Linked DNA regions of Pan troglodytes: region 2 is linked to region 1. Evidence: chromatin contacts called from public HiChIP or PLAC-seq data. All regions are on one chromosome and are shown on one strand. The core of a region is the stretch at or near the end of the contact, and the rest is flanking DNA. Distances in the headings are between cores, read along the strand shown.

What was found. HiChIP or PLAC-seq counts read pairs in DNA pulled down with a chosen protein or histone mark.
Region 2: a contact with region 1 is called in an H3K4me3 HiChIP or PLAC-seq map of stem cell-derived excitatory neurons, with 3 times the contacts expected there. The contact joins the promoter of SYNGAP1 here to the promoter of BRD2 in region 1. A contact is called at or near these places in 1 of 7 Hi-C or Micro-C datasets (stem cell-derived neural progenitor cells) and 1 of 1 datasets of contacts at active chromatin or transcription factors (stem cell-derived excitatory neurons).

The regions. Positions count from the first base shown.
Region 1 is chr5:38,848,861-38,853,962 of NHGRI_mPanTro3-v2.0_pri, reverse strand. It overlaps BRD2 (bromodomain containing 2), which reads right to left and starts at 1,386. Exons shown (of 13, transcript XM_063812858.1): 1 at 56-1,386. LOC129144363 reads right to left here. Exons shown (of 3, transcript XM_063813264.1): 2 at 4,327-4,984; 3 at 737-1,386. The coding sequence ends at 752.
Region 2 is chr5:39,305,019-39,310,104 of NHGRI_mPanTro3-v2.0_pri, reverse strand. It overlaps SYNGAP1 (synaptic Ras GTPase activating protein 1), which reads right to left and starts at 3,462. Exons shown (of 19, transcript XM_009451033.4): 1 at 3,199-3,462; 2 at 1-46. The coding sequence starts at 3,265.

The DNA.
Region 1 (5,102 bases), core at 137-2,636:
CCTGTGCCGCCGCCCTGCAACATCCCCTTCCCACACGCGGCTCGCGGAAACGTACTTGTTGTGGGGAGTCACGTTTTGCAGCATCTTGACCGCAGGGAACCGGCGCTGCCCTCAGCCGCGGAAAGTCCGGGTGGCCTCGGTTCCCCTCACCGCCCGGTCCAGCATAACCCGCTAAGTTGGGGGGAGGCCGTTCCTCTTGGGCCTCCAGGCGACAAACCCCCTGCCTGGCCGGCACGAAAGCAGTCTCTTTGGGGCCTCTCGGAGAGCTCCGGGCAGCTTGGCGCGCTCTGCAGACGGCGGACAGCAAGAAAATGGCGGCGGCCTCAGCTGAGGCGGGCAACTAAGGAGGGACTGACTTCAAAAGACGGTCCCCGATCTCAGACACCGTCGTCAATATAGCCCGCTGTTGGTCTGCAGGGATTCCCTCTTCTTGTCGGGACCCTACGGGGCCGACGAGGTCCCGTTTCGATCTCGGATGGAGGCGGATGAACACGAAAAGTGGTTTAGGGAGCCGCCGCCTCCATCTTTGAAATCCTCTTGAGGGCGGAGTAGAGGGGGTGGACAGACTCCGAGGACTGGGCGGGGCCCGAAAAAGGGGAGCTCCAGGGGCTTCTATGGGGTCTGTACTGCCCGCTGGGACCAGTCATAGGCCGGGACGAAGGCCATTTCCAAGTGGATGGAGGTGGATTGTAATGGCGGCCCCGGACGACTCGAAGGCTCTGTATCGGTAGGCAGAATCCTCCAGCTCGTTCTAGAGGCTGCTCCACTCCAGCACGAAATGGCGCCGCCGAGCCCCGCGCCAGCCCTTTATATATAGGCGGGGAGGAGGAGCTTCGCCGCTCATGCGCGCCACCCTGCTTGAGATTTTCCCCACCCCCTCCGCGCGCGCGCGCTCGCTCACGCGGGTGAAGAAGCTGAGTCGAAGGGGAAGGAACACCTCTCCGCGGGAGCTTTTTCTATTGGCCAGCCGCAACGATGACGTCATAAACTTCATTTCCAAGGTGTCAGTCACCAGGCAGAAGAGTGCCGCAGAGACCCACAGGGAAGTGGCAACCCGCCACATCTCCAAGCCAATTGGCTGAGCTGTGGTCCGCCGACTCCAGGGAAAGAGGGTGGTTGGAAGAGGTGCGGAAGCCATCGCCCCAGAGCCTCCAGCACTCTGTCCCCGCCTCCCCTTCCAACAAAGTCTTCCCAAGCTTCCATGCACAGCCCAACTGGAGACTGCCAAGCTCGAGCAGGTCGTGCCATTCGTAGCTCCTCCATTGGCCAGAGCAGGGAAACGGGAGGGGTCGCGTGGGCGTAGCCTGCCTGAGCCCGCCAGGGGTGTGGCCGCAAGACGCCCGGCGGGTGGTGGTTCTCGGCGGTAAGGCAGCAGCAGCGAAGAATCTGAAACGAGGAAAAAGACGCCATCTTAGAAGCCGCGGCCTGCTCCTCTATGGCGAACAGCTACGGGCTTCAGAACGGCGATGAGGGGATCTAACGTTCCCATGCCCCACAGTCTAAAACACAGTCTTGCCAGAGTCTTATAATACTCCACTCCCTCCCTCAAGCCAAACGATGGAAAGACGAGCAAAACATTATTTACTACTGTTTAGTCCCAAAGACCACAAAAGCTAAAATACGTCTCCCAAATTTGCACGTCCAAGCACCTTTCTAATCCCTCCCCACTCACACCTACAGTTACCAATACATTTCTGCTCGTTCGAAAAAACCTCAGCAACCCTAAAGTGGGATTAAAATCCCCAAACGCATCCATCTACCCTATACAATGCAACACACCTCACCTCTTCCTCAAAACTCCATTCCGGCGTCCGGCTCAGAGCAGAAAAAGCAAGTCCTGGGAGGGATGACTTAAGGGAAAAACCCTCCCCCTCCAGGCGAGCTCGGACCTTTCCCCCCACACGCCACATTACCCCCAAGGGCAGACCCGTATCCGCCTCTTAGGGGCCCTCCGCCACGGGGGCGAAAGAACCCCCCCGCCCCCCCACCAGGGTCCGGAGTCCTCCCCACGGAGCGGCTGGTCCATCGGTCAGCGCCAGGGAGGAGGGCGAGCGGAGGAGGCGGCGGCTGCGGCTCAGACTAGCCCTCCCCCTCCTCCCCTCCTCCCCTCCCCCCGGCCGTCCGCCTCCGAGGAGGGGCAGGAGCCATTTTGGGAGCTCAGTTTCGCCCCCTCCCCCCAACTTACTCTTAAGTCTTCCTCCTAACTTGGTTATCTAAATAAGGGTGCAGACTCTGTGAATCAACCAGAGCCCAGAGATCAGGATCTCCAGAGCATCTCTGGGGCCGTCCCCGCCCCCTTACAAGAGAGTGAAAGGATTTCCCCCACCCGAGAAAACCTGGGCTTTGGTGGGGCGTCCCCTCCCCCGTTTCCCCTTTCTTCGCTACCAGGGAGAAAACAAACTTGTGTACGTATCTGGGAAAAATAATCAACGTAGGTAAACAAATAAATATACGGTAAGATTCCCCCTCGCCCGGGAAGGGCTCGTAAGGGCCTAGGTCCTTGAGCTGCAACCACGCCACCCTCCCTCCTCTGCAGTAGCCTCGGTTACTGCGTCTAAAATGGCCGCCAATCTCCTGTCTTCTGACCCCCGGAGTAGGGCAAACCCCGGGAGGGCGGGGGAAAATGAGCGTCAGGAGAGCAGAGTCCCCTTCCCCCAGCCAGGGATCAGGCCCTGGCCCCCAAAAGTACAAGCGGCCCCGTTTGGGTGGCTGCAGCAGGGAGGGCAATGACACAGCAACTTTGCAGAGGCCTTTTCCCCTCCCCCTAGTGGCCCAACCTCCCAAATCTGCTTTTCTCCACCGGGGCTCTGCAGGCCAGGACAGAGGCCCATCAGGGGGCCGGCCATGGAATAAAAACTTAGGAGGCTGAGAAAATACTAGGCCTTAGGAAAAGGGCAGCCAGACATTGCTCTCGTTTATTCCCTGCATTCCGGAAAATCACTGCCTCCCGATCCTCTATCCTCCCTTCCCCCACATGAGTCACCAGGGAGGCTACTGCAATTTGGGAAAGTAACTCTTTCCTCCTTTCCGTTCCCTCCCCCGCAGTACACAAGGACAGAACTGTTCAGGACTGGGGGAGGGGATGAGGGAGGCGATGGAAGAGGCCACCCTGGAGACACCCGAAACCTTGGGAGCTGTGAAATCATTCCAGGTCCCGAGCCTCCCTCGCATCTCAGACCATGCTGTCTAGACCCCCTACTGCCAGCACCCACCTTGGGCCTGGTTTCTGTTCCTAAGCAGTTCAAGCTTTCAGCTTGTAAGCACCCCAGCCTGGAGTAGACACGTGCTCAGTAAAGACCCTACAGGGGCAAAAGGCCCCACAGGCCGTGTCCACGTGAATGCACACAAATTCGGTAAGCGACTCGAAGCGTAACCTCCAGCCTGCGGTGTGACGACTGGAGCTCCCCTACCGCGGACACAAAGGGCGCACAGCAATGCTCCCTCCAGAGGCTCTGGGGAGGAAAGAAGTTGGCGCCTGGGAACAACCTCAGTTCACAACATGGGTGGCCAACTCCTAAAGCATTCACATCCACGGGTAGGGGCCACAGCCACCACCACTCAGCCCACCGCCAGGTCACCCCTCCCTCGGCCGCCGATGGATCCCTTCTCACCTGGCTCCCGGCTGCTGTACCCCCAGGGGACGAATGGAATAGGGGGGGCCACACCGCCCCCTAACCCCTTTGCCCTCCAATTGGTATGGAGGCATGAGGCCGGCCATTCCCCTCCCCCCCCCATGGCCCTCTCCCGCTCGCCCCCCCTCCACGCTCCCATTGGCTGTAAAAGGTTTGAAGGACAAATCTTCCCACTCTCAGGATTCTTTTCTGAACCCCAAGAATCCCCCTCCCGGACTCCCCACCATTGGTTAAGCACTTGACTGACATCTCCGCCCCACAAGGGCCCCTTCTCACCTGGATCCTAAAGCCTTCCAGGGGGCCTCCAAAGTTGCCCTCGGCTTGGTACGGGGTATGTAATCCGGGGTGTCAACCCCCCCCAGAAAACGAAGCCGTGCTGGGGGAGGGGGCGTAGCCCCCAGCCCCTCCCTTCCCGAACGGGCTGGGGGGATGGGGAGAGCATCGGGGCCGCGCGCACACGTCAGCAGCACCCAGATTGGCTGACCGGGGTCACGTGCCCGCTCCCCCCCCACCCCCCGCCTTTCCCCCAGCCACGAGGACCAGCTTTCCGAACGTTCCTGGGGGTCGCGCAAGGGGCCAAGGGGGCCGCATGGCCCAGGCCTATGTCCCGAAACCCAGAGCGCTATAATGCTGCTACTTGTCCATATCCCCAGCTTCCTATCCCGCAGTCCTCGACTCTGTCCCCCCCACTCGCCTCTCCATACGGGTTCAGCATGGCTGCCGCAGACCAGGAACACGCACAGCGCAGGCGCAAGGGTGCGCCCTGACTGGGGGAGGGGGAAGGAGGGCCAGAGGCTGCGGGGAGAACCGTAGTGCGCAGGCGTCCGGACCGGAACCGCATCTCCGGCGGCGGGGATTGGAGCGCGCGCATTTCGTGGGGCGGCAGCCCGCGCCCGGGTGCTGACCTCCTGCCTCAGCGCCCCCTCCCCCACTACCCGCGGCCTAGCGGGGTAGCCTCGGGCGGCCAGGCTTGTTTCCTCCTCGGTGGGTGTAAGGTGCGGCTTGGCTGGTCCTGTCCTGAATCCAGCGGAAGCGCACGCTGCTGAGCTGTCAGCGGAGGAAAATGGGGCCTGGACCTGGAGATATGAGGGTCTGGAGAGAGGGGCCCCTTCCCTGGTGTCGTGTGGTGCGACCACTGGAGAGGGAGTTTCTCGCCCTCGTCGCGCCTGCCGCGCGGAGAGATAAGGTGCGGACCGCAGATGTGGACTTCGTATTTGGCTAAAATTAGTCTTAGGCAGCCTTAAAATCTCTCCGTGCCGTGAACCTACGCTAGACTTTTCTTTAGTGAGACCTGTGAGTCCCTGGACCGCTCTACCTTCTACGATATTTACCAGCTGATAACTTTTCCTTCTCTATTTATCTCGTAGTGGACCGTTTAAACCTCTTATACTCTTAAAGTTATGATCTCTCCTCTCCCAAGCTTGAGTAAATTCCCCCCAAAATTTTGGAACTGGTAACATAAAATGTTAT
Region 2 (5,086 bases), core at 2,213-4,712, 450 kb before region 1:
GGGGAATGAACGTATTGGGTTCGGTGCATAGAGGGTCCCCGTACATCTGGAGGACAGAGACACACAGAAACAGTAAGGGAGGCTCTATGCATTTGGAAGCAGAGGCCTAAAATGGCAAGAAGAGAGTCCACAAAGTGAGAAGGGGACCCCACCAGCCTTCAGGAGATCACAGTTGAAAGTGAGACACCTGGCAACTCTAAAGGAACACAAGACAAGCATTTATACAAAGGGGAAAAGAGGAGAGGATCACATCACAGAAGGCTCTGGAGACTTGGGGGAAGAAATGCAGAGGTTCAGGGATGGGAATTATATGACAGAGAAGGTACACGTTTGGGGGCAGAGAAAGATGAAGGAGCTCTCCATCTACTTCAGGAAAATAAGGTAGAGGTGCTGCAAAATTGGCAGGAGAAAAACAGAGAAGTTGGTGTCAGATATCTGGGTAGAGGAAGGCATCCAAATAGCTGCAGAAGACAAGGACTTGGAAGGTGGCACCACCCCTCTATAAAAGAGTATGAGGAAAGCTACATGGCTGTGGGAAAGAAGGATGGGGTGTATGTGTAGGAACATTGGGATCATGAGATTCTGAGGGCTAAATATCTAGAAAAGAAGAAGTCGGGGAGCTTACCTGTTCACAGTCAGAGACATGAGAGGGCCTCCCCTCCCAACTCTTCCCTCCTCTGTGCCCTCCTCCCCTAGTTCAACCCTGCTCATCCTTTAGGGAAAGTTCTGGTTCTTCTGGTGGTAAGGAGAAGATGGCTTTTGTCAGCATCTGGCTGTGGAGGCCCCAGGGCAGAATGTGGGAAATATGCCCTTGTTTGGACAAGTAGAGACCAAATTTATCTCTTCTCCCATTCAGTGCCCAGAGATTCAACACTGCCCCCACCACCTCACCCCACCTAGTCTCAGTGGACAGGATGGAAGCCACTCCATAGGTCAGGAGCCTTCCCAAGGCACAGTGAGGAGCTTGAGGAAGAAAGATGTCAGGGGGAAAGAATGGAATATCCAGGCCTGGTGGCACAGAGGGGCCTCCAAAGACAAGAGCTGGAGATGGGAACAAAACTTTGAGAAGAGAGAACAGTAGACCAAGTGTCGCCTATGGCTGAGATGAACCCAGGGTCCTCCTTCCCCAGCTCTGTTGTTCTTGCCATGCCGCTCTCCCTGCAAACTGCCTCTCCTTTAAACCCCAATGCCACACAGGCCCTATTGAAGTAAGAGAGATGTCACATTGGCGACAGCAAAGAGCTAGAAATTAGGCTTAAGGTATCAGATTTTAGATGGAAAAAAGATCAAACTCTGTCACCTTTATGGGATAACCATGAGTATATTGCAGGAGAACTGGTCTTTGAGCTTCATTCCAACAGAATGCACTCAGTAGCAGAGTTTTGCAAATTCAGCCCTTTTCTGTCTATAAATATGTCTCTCAAATTTACCCAACCTCCAGATCACAGTGAGCGATGAACCCTCAGAATGTCCACCATTTAGAAACCACATACTTTGAAACTCTATCTCAACCCATCTCAGAGACTAACTAATGTTCTCTAGATACAGAGATCACCAATACCTAGCCTCTGAAACTACAGACATTGCAGGCAACATGCCCACCGCACTTAGACACTTGGTATACCCAGAGGAGAAATCTGTCGATATACATAGCATTTGGGGAAAGGGCTGGTTCAGGCTGCAGCCAAGGGAGGCAGGTTAGACTTCAGAGGGCATCTTTCTCCTGGCAGCAGGGAACTTAGGAACAACTCTAGAAACACACACACACACACAAAAATACTGTCTGGACTTGGTGAAGAATGATTCTGGGAGGCAGATGCAAGAGGCAGAGCAACATGGCTGAGAAACGGGAAATTTTTACTAGGATGAGAAATCCCTCAAGGGCTGAGATGGGGATCCCTTGTTCTAATCATCAAAACCTGTGTCTTTGTACCCCAAATCTCCAACACCCCAATAAGTAGAGGAGACAAGAAAAGAGAAATGATAATAAGAGTTGAGGTATTAAGGGAAAGTGGGTAGGCACAGACTTGTGGTGACAAGGAATGGTCTGGGAGACAAATAATAGGAGTAGATAGAAAAGGAGGCAGAAATGATGGTAAATGCCCAGGGGCAAGGGAATACACCTGAAGGGCTCGACTGGACATGTGTCAGAGCAAAGGAGGCAGACCTAATGCGGGGGCTATGACAAGGGGTCAAGACGGACTAGTAAAGAAGCGATAGAGATATAAGGGAGCGACCACATAGAAAAGAGATAAGAGAGAGGCAATGAACACCAGAGAGGGGACTGATATAGGGGAAGGACAGAAGGGGGACTCATATAAGGAACGGACACCATATGGGGGGAAAGATATAGGTGATGGACAGCAGAGGAGGGAGGGGGAATGGAAATAAGGATTGGAGGGGTGGGGGAAGGGGGTAAAAGTGATGAAGTGAAGACAGCATTAAGACCCCAGAGGTTACATTTTACTGGTCAAGAGCCTTTGAGAGGGTCAGAGTCTGGGGCAGGATCCTAACCTGTCCCCTACTCCCATCATTTAATCTTACTTGTACTGCCACCCCCCCAAGCACACATAATTTGGCCCTCCCCCTGCCCTGGTCTCCCCTCCCCCACCATTCCCTCTCTCTTCTCTCTTCCCTCCATCTGGACCCTCCATCCCCCCACCCCCCACTGCCTCCCTCTCTCTCCATCTGGCCCCTTCTCTCCCTCCATCCTCCTCTCTTTTTCCGCCCCTTACCATACTCTGAGTCCCCCACCAAATTCTCCCCCCACATCTTCTTGGCTTCTCTTTTCACCCCTATGTTTTCATTTCTCCTTCCTAGCCCCTCTCCCAAGACTCTGTCCCTCTATTTCCTTGATGTTTTCCTCATCACTCAGCTCCCACCCCCAAATTATTTCTGCAGCTTTTTCCCCAACCCAATCCTTCTACCTTCCCACCCCTTTCTGGCGCTTTCTTTCCCCTTCATCATTTTCCCTTCAGCCCCCTTTCAAGGCCCATTTCCTGGCCCCTCCATCCCTTATCTACCCCTATCCCTCTGGCCTCCAATCCCTCCTTCCCGGTTGCTCCCACCCCTGCCTTCCCGGTCCTCCCCTCTCCCTCCATTTCAGCCGCTCCCTTCCCTCGGCCCCGACTCTCCCCCGCCCCCTGCCCCTCCCCCTGTTGCCCCCCATATGGCCCTCCCCCTCCCCCCACCACGTACCTCTGAAGGGGGCATAGGACATCGCGGGGATGCTCCCCCGATGGATGGAGGCTCGAGACCTGCTCATCAGGCCTGGGGGGAGGGGGCGGGGGGACGGGGGAGAAAGAAGAGAGAAAGAGGGGGAGAAAGAGGGGGAGAAGGAGGAGGAGGTGGAGGAGGAGGAGGAGAGAGGAGGAGAGAGGAGCAGAGAGAAGCAGAGAGGAGGAGAGAGGAGGAGGAGGAGGAGAATAAGAGCCAACGGCAGCAGCGGCAGCCGAGAGAGAGGGGGGGCGGGGGAGCGAGCGAGAGCGAAGAGAGCAGGAGGAGGAGGAGGAGGGAGAGACTCTGCAGCCCCCACCCCTACTCCGGGAGGCCCAGATTGTGAGAGAGAGAGAGACCCCTGACTCAAAAACACACCAGAGAGAGACAGAGGTCCTAAAGATGCAGACCCCAGACCCTGAGACAGAGAGACCCTAGACCCACAGAGAAAGATACTTCACCACCCCCTACTGTGGGTTAATTTGAGACACAGGCCCAAAATCTAAAGGAAAAGAGACTCCTGATTTGAGGAAAAAACGACCCCAGATCCCCCAGAGAGAGAAGCCCATATCAAAATCTGAAAATCCAGTCTAAAAAGGGTTCTCCATACCTACAGACATCTTAGACTCCAGACCCTGAGATGATGATTTCAGGGACCAGGACCTGAGACCTAGACTCAGAAGAAAATGAGGCCCAGATTCAGAAAGAGCCAGATGTAGAATTAGAGCTTAGAGAACTCAGACCTAGAAAGAGACCCCAGACTCAGATCTCAGAGACTGATAACTTAGAGACAGAGACACTCCTGACTTAAGGGGAGATAGAGACTTCAGCTGGTCCGGAGATGGACAACTCAGAGACCCAAAATTCATGAAGAAGACTTCGAAAGACCTCAGAGTGCGACCACAGACCCTGAAACATAGAAACCCCCCAAACCAGAAGCATAAAAGGAAACTCAATCCTAAGAAAGATCTCCACACAAATACTGAAAGACCCCTCCGAAATCTATCTCAGAGACAAACTCCAAACTCAAAGACAGAGATCTCAGGGAACCTCCCCTCCCCACTTCCCTGCCCTAGAACCTCGGAGAGGTATAACCCTGACGTCAGCCTGGGAAACTCCGAGGCATCCCCACCACCAGACCAATGACCTCAGACCTTGAAGGGAGGGGAAATATTGGGTGGGGGCAGTGGCAAGAGCTTTTTTCTCTGCACCTCCTCCCACCTCTCTGCCTCTCATTGGCCCCTCTCTCCATTTTTGGGTCACAGGATGTGCTTGGGCCCCAGGGAAGTTATGTAGGGCAGGTCCTGGCTCCTCGGGGGATGGGTTAGGGAAAGGAGACCCGAGGCTGAGAGGTGGACCAATCCTGGGGAGTGGAATAGGCAGGGAAGAGGGGACAGAAGGACCATCACCACTGTCCCCATCCTGCAGCCCTCGTTCTCCTTCCCTCTGATTCAGTAGTCTGTCTCAAGCTTTGGGTTTTCAATTAAGATGGCTAGGCCCCATTTTCACCATCCTCTACCACAGGGTCTCGCTCTGTTTTAAAATGCTTCTTTCCTCACCTAGCTATTGTCTTGCCATGCCCGTGCCTGCCTAATCACTCCCTGCTACCCAGGGACAGCGGGCTTCTAGATCACCGTTGTTCATTCCCAAACCCAGGCATATCTCTGCCCAACTAAAAGGGCAGGGGGCGCTCTCTTAACCCCTGAGGTTGGGGTGAAAGGTCCTTCTCAGACCTTCCCACTCCTTAAGACCTCGGAAACAGTGAAGGGGAGGTCACTAGGCACATTGTGGGGTTTAAGGATGATTCCCCACTCCAGAGCCTGACGCATCGACTCTGCGGGGTCTCTGGCCCCCCTTTCCTGGAACCAGC